Regions from separate parts of the Zea mays genome. Here region 1 is linked to region 2. Evidence: chromatin contacts called from public Hi-C data. All regions are on one chromosome and are shown on one strand. The core of a region is the stretch at or near the end of the contact, and the rest is flanking DNA. Distances in the headings are between cores, read along the strand shown. Region 1 holds the start of LOC100193640. Region 2 holds the start of LOC100193150.

Region 1 (4,550 bases), core at 1,195-3,694, 210 kb before region 2:
TTCACGCATTAAATGATGAAGGCATGTCCTTCATGACCTTCGTTTGAAGATCATTATATCCAAGAGGAGATAATGTTTCGGAGGACGAAGGTCCTTAATTCTTAACAACTGTGTTGCCTTGTTCTTGATCCACAACATTCAAGAACAAGTGACCAACACAGCTCGAGCTCAAGCTTCGGGTAGCCCATGTTATCCATCATTTCTCGACAGACGTTAATTTCTTTACTATGAGGAAGACAATATAGGAAATCATCATCTTCATCACCTTAGTACACTAGAGATCCTCGAGGATACTTCAGATCCTTAGTGTATGTCGAGCTTCGGCAATTTGCTTCTATGTCAATTGTTTTCTCGAAGCGTGGCAGATGATGAATTCAGAACCCTTAGATAACACCGCTTTAGGTATCAGCGATGAAACTTCCTGTGATAAGCTTTCACCCAATTGCTCTGTTGACCTACTTTCCGAAGGTCTAGCTTCGGCGCAATCAAGAGCAGTACTTTCTGTAGCCTTTTCTAATTCTTCATATTTATCTTCGGAAGACGTGTACTCTATTTCGTAATTGTATGTTGATGCTTATGATTCGTGTGGTCTGTTTGCCATTGCTCAGTTCAGAGACTTCTTCCTCTATCTGAATTTTGCCACTTTAGTAGTACATTGTTCAGTTTATTATACAATATAGTTCTACAAGAACCTGTGTATTCGTGAACGGTACAGCGCCTGACAGAGCACTGCCCTTTTCTAGTATAAATAAACTTACCGCCGAGAGGGCCTTGCATGATAACCAACTACATCGCACATACTTTCAAAAAGCTACCGTGAAGTCTAGCAACTTACTCATAATCATAATCATCTTCTATTTCAAACTCCACTATACAAATAGTACAAAACAATATTTTTCACGGTCATATGCATTAACCGTCAACATATCCCATTAGAATACTCTTAATGATAGTTTTATGGTCATTTATCCATATTTAATAGTGTGCCATTTTAGATGACATAACGTAGGATCTAAGATGAATGAGTTTCATGGGTATAAAATTTGTATGTCAACTCGTTTCTAAAGTCTTGAAAATCGTGTGAAATATCTATTGAGACGGGTTTGTTTCATCCTCATATTTTTTATAATTGCTATTGGCATTTAGTTGTAAGGTAGAAATATAAGAGAGAAGAAAGTGGGTGCTTTGTGACTCGTGAGCAGTCAGGTTCCGTCGTATTCTACAAGGAGAAAGCCTCTTAGTTTGATGAAGTGCTGGAAAGGTATCGTTTTATTGTTAGTTTGATGTAGTGCTGGAAAAAATGTTACTGAATTTGCATTAAAACCGTCTGTTTGCTCGACTTTAATCTAAAATGATTTCTATTATTCTTACGGAGTTCGAACGTCTAACTTTAATCTTAAACCCTAAACTATATAAACTATATAAAGAATAATCTTATTGCCTTCACTTTTACGTTGGATTTAGCCGACATAATTCTAGTGCGCACGCCGCACGGCAATTCCGATCCGGTGGACCCGGTCGGGCCCGACTTGGATTGCGATTTGCGCACACTAATCGACCTCACCAATCAATGGCCCCGAACATGGGCAAAGCAAGCGACGGCCACCAAGCAAGCAAAAAAGCAATCAGAGGTACGCTCAGAGAGCAAACGAAGAAGCAATTCAAATTAAAAAAAATATGGAATGAGCGCGATTGATATTTGATCGATACTGATGGCCGCAAGCAAGATTACACAAGTCATGATTGATTACAAGCAGACGTCCAGACCATAATCAATGATTTCGTCCATACTGGCAGCAAATCCGAGGAGGAGGGCAGAGAGAGAGAGAGAGCGAAAAGGAACAAAGAAAAAAAAACAGATCTTGATCTGGATCACGGCGGCGGCGCAACCTACTACTCCGTATATCGCATCCTGCTCCGGGCGGCTACTAGCCCGCGTAGACGTGGATGCCGATGGCGATGAGGAAGATGGTGATGAGCGCGAAGTAGAGGACGGCGTGGACGAGGATGGCCAGGCCGCTGGTGTGCATGCTGCCGAACTCTGCGACGCGGCCCCGGCCCGGCAGCGTGCAGAGCAGCCCCGGCGTGAGGACCACGAACAGCACCGTCGCTACGATCACGGGGCCCCAGTCCGCCATCGGGGAGACCTCTCTGATTCCCCTCCTCCCTCTTCCTTCCTTCGCCTCGCTACCGGAGCTCTCCACTCTCCAGTGAAGAAGCTCCCCCAAATCCACACGCTCTCTCTGTCTCTCTTGGAAATTGGAATGAGGAGCGCCGCAGTGGCAGGCTTTTTAGAGGGGTAAAGAAAGCGAGGCGGGCCCCACGCGTCATTGGCAGGGGCAGGAGCCTGCGTGGTCCAGCCTCTCTCCGTGGTCCGGGCGGGGGCAAGGAATCCAACCGTTGCTTGCTGGCTTGCTGCTTTGCTTGCACATTGGAGTACTGGAGTCTGGTGTGCGACCGTGCGTGAGAGAGGGAGGCGACGCAACGGATCTACGCGGGCCCCAGCGGCGCACGGGTCCGTGCCGGAGCAGCAGGGAATCGGGAGGCCTGCTGGGCTTGGGCCCTTCAAGGGTCCAGCAGAATTTGTACACTGGCAGCCGGCTCCGCTCCATCCTTTGTTTATTTTTTTTTCAAAACAAAAACACAGCAAGCGTCAGTTTTTCATTTGGATTAAAATCGATGCAAAAAGAACCGATTCAAGTTAATGAAACAAGGGAAGCAAACATGCCCACCGTACCGCCAAATTAATCAAGAGTCAGCAACCATCCCTTTCTCTCTCACCCCATCCTCATCCCGATGCTTTTCCTCCTCCGATTCCCCTGCTCGCTTTCTCACTCTTTGGCGTCGATTGGTTCAGCCAGGCATGGGTATCTCGTCGACGTCTCATTCCTCCATGAATCTCCCTCTTTTCCGCTCCATTATTATTGCCCCAGTTTCCCTCTCCCTCCTGCTGCTCCTGCAGTCCTGCTCCACAAAATGCAAGCGCGCACACACGTAGTATGCATCGCGGCAATACACACACCCACGCGCACGCAGCAGTACAATACAAGCCTAGCACTACCTAGTCTAGACTAGTTTTTAGGACCGGCCGGGATGCTGGACTGGGCGCCCGTGGTGGTGGGCGTCGTGCTCTTCGTGCTCCTCTCGCCGGGCCTGCTCATCGAGCTCCCCGGCATGCACCGCTGGGTCGACTTCGGCAGCCTCCGCGTCACCGGCAAGGCCGCCACCGTCCACACCATCATCTTCTTCGTCCTCTTCCTCATTGTCACCATGGCGTGCAAACTCCACATCTACACCGGCGCCTAGCTGCTGTACCTCAGCTCGCTACCTGTGGGCGACTAGCTGAGCTCCCTAGCTAATCTTCACCGCACGCACCGTACGTACCTGTTCGTCGTCGTCTATTCGTCAACCCGTTGTTTTGTATTATATGCTCTCTCTCGTCATATATATCACACGGTCGATCGCCCGGCCATTTCATAGGCTGTACCTGTATTCCTACTTTAACAAGGGTATACTTGTATACGTACGTGATCTTGTTTTAGCATCATCCTGATGCTTCAAAATCTGTCTCGATCGTTGGTCTACTTTTCAATTTTCAACTCATGGATTCACTTTATTTAAGATACATTTGTTATGGATTCAGGTTCTGCTAGAAAACGTTTCAGAATTATATTCTCTTGTTAGTTATTACTATAGTTTAGTTTGGTTATTACGAAAATTAACACATACACTAAACTTACCATAATCTTTTTTCTCCACCAGCACAATGTTAAAAACCCAATATGCATATCTGCAAGACCCAATAAAATTAGCCTCTAAAAGTCGATGGATTTCGGCCTTAATCCTAGAGAGTAAGTCTCGACAAAACAGTCTTGAACTTTGCTTGAATGGCATAAAATCAGACTTAATAGGCAACCGATGCTCCACTAGTTCTTGGCTTAAATCTAGCATCTCAGTATAACTCCAAGCAAAACAATCAAAATATAATTTTAATAACATGATAAAACTATTCCCAGGATTGAATTTCAGTTTCTCGTTTACAAAAGTTGTCCTTGGAGTGCCACCATCTCCTATGTCAACTTCTTCTAAAGGATCGACCGATGTAAACCCCTAACCTAACTTGTCCAAATCCCTGAACTCCTCTATTGTGCTTATGTCAATGGAGTTTGCCGCCTTCCACTGGGCGGCGAACCGTCCGGGCATACGGGCCGGACCATCCGCTAGAGAGGCTACAAACTGCAGACTTCTCAGTTGGACTCTGGACCATTCGGTCATGGGGGGCAGATCATCTGCGAGAGGGGTCGCGCACCGCATGGCTCTCTAATGGACTCTGAACCGTCTGACCATGCAGACCGGATCGTCCGTGAGAGGGGCTGGAAACCGTAGACCTCTCGGCTGGACCTCAGACTATCCAGTCTTAGGGCCCAGACCGCCCACGACCTGACCTATTTTTTCTGATGTATGCATCATTATTCACTTATGATTTAGTCGTTTTTCCATCAGCTCTAACACTACAAGAGTGAAGACTTCCATGCATACACTTATGAATT
Region 2 (4,135 bases), core at 1,291-3,790:
TGAAAAATGCATGGATAGTTCAGGTTCAATTATGTATATATGTGTGATGTCTTTTCCAACATTGTATATATATATATATATATATATATATATATATATATATATATATATATATATATATATATATATATATATATATATATATATATGGAGCAAAAATTAATATTTTTGCACGGTCAAAGCAATGTTTATTATGGACTATGGACTTTAAACTTGTATGAAGGATTTGGTTTATGTTGTATTTTGATTGCATTTTCTACTTACATATATTTGTTATTTATGAATCCAGTGAATCATTTATGTGAAAAATATTTTTATGTAAAGTGTGGATGTTACACGGCAAATCAAAATCTTGCCAAAAAATTCGATTTTTCCTAACATGAGAAATGTTTTTGGTTCGAAACGACGTTTTTATCGAATTTCATTGATAAAACACCAAATTTTGTTTTTTTAATTTAAAATTCCATCTCGAGCGAATTTCACTCCAAATTTTGTTTTGGTTCTATTACAGGATTTACATTCAAAAACAAAATGGTTAACCTTGAGCCCCACCTGCCCACGTAGGTCATCGCCCCATGCGAAGCCCACGCCCTACACAGCCTCGAGCGCTCGTGCGTGTCTCCCACCGACTACAGGATACAAATGTGTGGATATTGACCTCGACAAAAATCTTATATGTCTACGTGAGCCACACGTCCATGCCAATGCGTGGACAATGGACCTCGACCAAAATCCTACATGTCTACATGAGCCACGCGCCCACGCCCTAGGCCCCGACCTAGGTGGCCTGTGATCTAAATCAGTCCCTGCATCCTACCTAGACACACGAAATGAGCATTAACTCCATTTTTTATCGTCACCAAATGAGATAGAAAGTATAAAGTAGAGTATGTATCATTATATTTTCTATCGCCCGACCAAAATCATGACACCATTACATCAACACCGAAGGTATCGAACCCATACGAAGTAGAAAACTCACTTGCATGGTCAACAAAACTGCATACTGTTTATCCAGTTTACCAAAATGTCTACAGAATATTTCTCATCTGTTATTTTAATATAAAAACGCTTTAAAGCACCACATTTTTATAGTTTGGAAAAAAATTTAAAACTCTACCTACCATGCCCATTAATAAAACCAACGGCTTTGAGAGCCCTGGGGTGCACTGTAGACATCACCAGGTAGATTCCCCAATCATCCCCGACACCTTGGACCGTGTCCCATCAATTTGGTACCACTTGCTCCTCCGTGTAATGCTCGAGCACGCGGCTTTGAGAGCGAGGCCATCTTCTCTCTTCAGCTGTCTGTCATCCTAAAAGCCAAGTTTGTAGTTCAGCAAAATCATTTGTTAGCGTGTGGTATTGAGAAATGTACTCGCGCTCATTCGTCAGGTTTGCACTGTAAACGTAGTTAACTTTGCCCTATTTCTGCCGAGTAGAGTTTGAGGCCTTCTCACACATAAATAATACTCCGTCTGTTTCAAAATAAAATTCGTTTTAGATATTTATTGAATTCACACAATACTTAATGTATGTGTTATATATATATATATTTATCTATTTAAATATAAATATAAAAATAAAAAACTAAATCGACTATTATTTTAGAACATATGGAGCACTCCATCCGTCCCAAAATAAAATTTGTTTTTAAAAAATTGATAGATTAATACAATACTTGATGTATGTGTTTTGTATATGTGTCTATCTTTATTATCATCAATTTGAATACAGACATAAAAACTAAGAGCTAAAACGACTATTATTTGGGAAAGAATGGAGTAAATGAATGCCTCTAATATGGTGATGAGAAGTCTTGCTTATGCTATAGCCAGCATATCATATTTTGTAGATATGGCCACGGTAGACACTATTTTGTACTATATATATTATACTCTACAAGTGTAATTTAAAATATAAGTTGAGATAAGTAAGGCTGGCTGTGGCTTTAGGATAGCTAGTGTATACATTGGATCTCAGGAAGGTGCTCAAGCATTCATCTACAACTACACTCGGTGTCGGTGTCACTGACTTCTAGACGGCAATTTTTACCTAACCCTCTGCGAAAAGAACAAGCACTTGCTTTCGCATTCAGATGGGGAGGAGTGACCAGTGATACTATGAATAATGGTTTCACTCGTCATCTCGACTCCCAGGTCAAGTCAAGCTATAAACAAAAACCAAAATGAGAAGGTAGAGCAGTTTAATAAGTCAGGATTGCACAAGTTGCTCGTTGCAGTATGAAAATCCCATGTGCACCTACACACTAATATCTTACTACAGTTGTTTATCCTCGCCAACAAACCCGTTCAGCTGCGCTTTTCGCTAATGAAATTCTGTGGATGGACGTGGACTAATAAACTCTAAGGGCTTGTTTGGGATCAAGGGTAATGGAGTGGATTGAGGGGGCTAGAATCCCCTACTACTTAATTTTAAATAGTGAGGGATTATAGCTCCCTCAATCCCCTCTATTACCCTTTGTTCCAAACAAGCCCTAAATCAGGGTACACAAGGGCCAGTCACTGTCTTGAATTGCAGAAGCAGCAGACTCAGGCACCAATATCTTCTCTCTCCCTCTCACCAATATGTTCTAAATCAGCAGAAGCAGCTGATCGATTTACTCACCAATATGTTCTCTCCCCCTCTCACCCTAGGGTATGCCCTGTCTGCCCTGCTGTATCCTCATCTGCGCTGCGGGAGCCAGTAAAGGGCACAGGAGGAGTTCTTGTGGCGTACTGCAGCTTCTCCTCGTCCTCCCTAACTCTTGTTTGTTAGCGGCTAATTTCAGAGCTTTTGTTGGCAACTGGGGGAACCATAGTGCGGGGGTTCCTCGCCCCCCTCTTTCCATGGGAGCTTAGAAGCTGTTGGATCTCTGCAAGTGACCATGAGCCAGAGTGAGTGTTTTTCTTGTGATTTCTCGTCGTTTATTTGGTGATTCTTGATTGCCGCGGCCAAGACATCATCTTTATTGTACTTCCTGGGGGTGGACCTAGGTAGGGCGATGAGAGCAGCGGTTCTTGTTTCTTGGCGGGGGCTCTTGATTGCTTCTGATGCTGCTAAGTGGATCCCACTACCCGATATAGGGAGAATAGAGAAAAGAAAACATCGGATTCTTTTGAGCGCTTGTGTTTCTTCAGTGATTGATGGAATAGGCAGGGCGTTTGTTAGATTCTTTTTGAGCTCATGCTCCACTCTGGCTCGAATTCGTCGTTGAGCTTTTGGTACAGCTGTAGCGGAATAACGGATGGGATGTTCGTACAAGCTCTTGGAAGCATAAATATGCCCTTTCCTACCGTATAAAGGTGCAAATCTTGGCAAGGTTCATGGCTTATGTTGGGGTTTCGACACTGCTGAGATCAGTACATTCCCTAGACGAGCTTGAAAACATCGGAATTTTTCTTTTTATAACTTTATACAATATACCTTTATATTGAGATGGGAATGATTTCTTTAACTAATCATATCCCATGATGAGGTTCATGTTAATGTTGAGAATTTATTGTGGTCCTATGGGGTTTAATAGAAAATTAAATACTGCCGCGCCTTATCGGCTTATCCTTTGGTACTCTGTCTGGCTGTAGGTTTTGACATCAACGTACTTCGTGAAGAAGCAAGGAGTAGGTGGTTAAAGCCTTCTGAAGTGTACTATATCTTGCAGAATCACGAGAGGTTCCCTATCACCCATGAGGCACCAAAGAAGCCACCCAGTAAAGCACATATATCCCTTAATTAGAGGAAATTATCTTACTTGTATAATTGTTCTTTTCTTTGACAACATATTTGATTGTTCTACAGGTGGTTCCCTATTCCTTTACAATCGTCGTGTCAATCGGTATTTCCGGAGAGATGGTCACACATGGCGGAGGAAGAAGGATGGAAGAACAGTTGGGGAGGCTCATGAACGACTGAAGGTTTATTTTAGAAGGCTCAGTATAGCAGCAAATCATTTCAGTTGTTTCCATATTTTTATCTGCGTCTTCTAGTTCAACAGTGGTTGTTAAGAATTTATGTTTCAATACTACAAAACTCGCTTTTTGGGCAAATCACCTTCTTGTCTACCATGACTTTTCCGCGGTGCAACATGTAAACTATCGACTTGGGACAAAGTTAAAACGACTTACTTGGTCAAACT

What was found. A called contact is a pair of places that touch in the nucleus more often than the background predicts.
Region 1: a contact with region 2 is called in a Hi-C map of tassel, with 4 times the contacts expected there. The contact joins the promoter of LOC100193640 here to the promoter of LOC100193150 in region 2. A contact is called at or near these places in 7 of 25 Hi-C or Micro-C datasets (bundle sheath, ear, endosperm and 3 more) and 1 of 3 datasets of contacts at active chromatin or transcription factors (leaf).

What each region holds. Positions count from the first base shown.
Region 1 is chr2:72,854,503-72,859,052 of Zm-B73-REFERENCE-NAM-5.0, reverse strand. It overlaps LOC100193640, which reads right to left and starts at 2,444. Exons shown (of 1, transcript XM_020548334.3): 1 at 1,667-2,444. The coding sequence starts at 2,138. The coding sequence ends at 1,929. It overlaps LOC100275333, which reads left to right and starts at 2,834. Exons shown (of 1, transcript NM_001364363.1): 1 at 2,834-3,563. The coding sequence starts at 3,094. The coding sequence ends at 3,306.
Region 2 is chr2:72,646,634-72,650,768 of Zm-B73-REFERENCE-NAM-5.0, reverse strand. It overlaps LOC100193150, which reads left to right and starts at 2,540. Exons shown (of 13, transcript NM_001358650.1): 1 at 2,540-2,658; 2 at 2,792-2,897; 3 at 3,585-3,710; 4 at 3,799-3,914. The coding sequence starts at 2,888.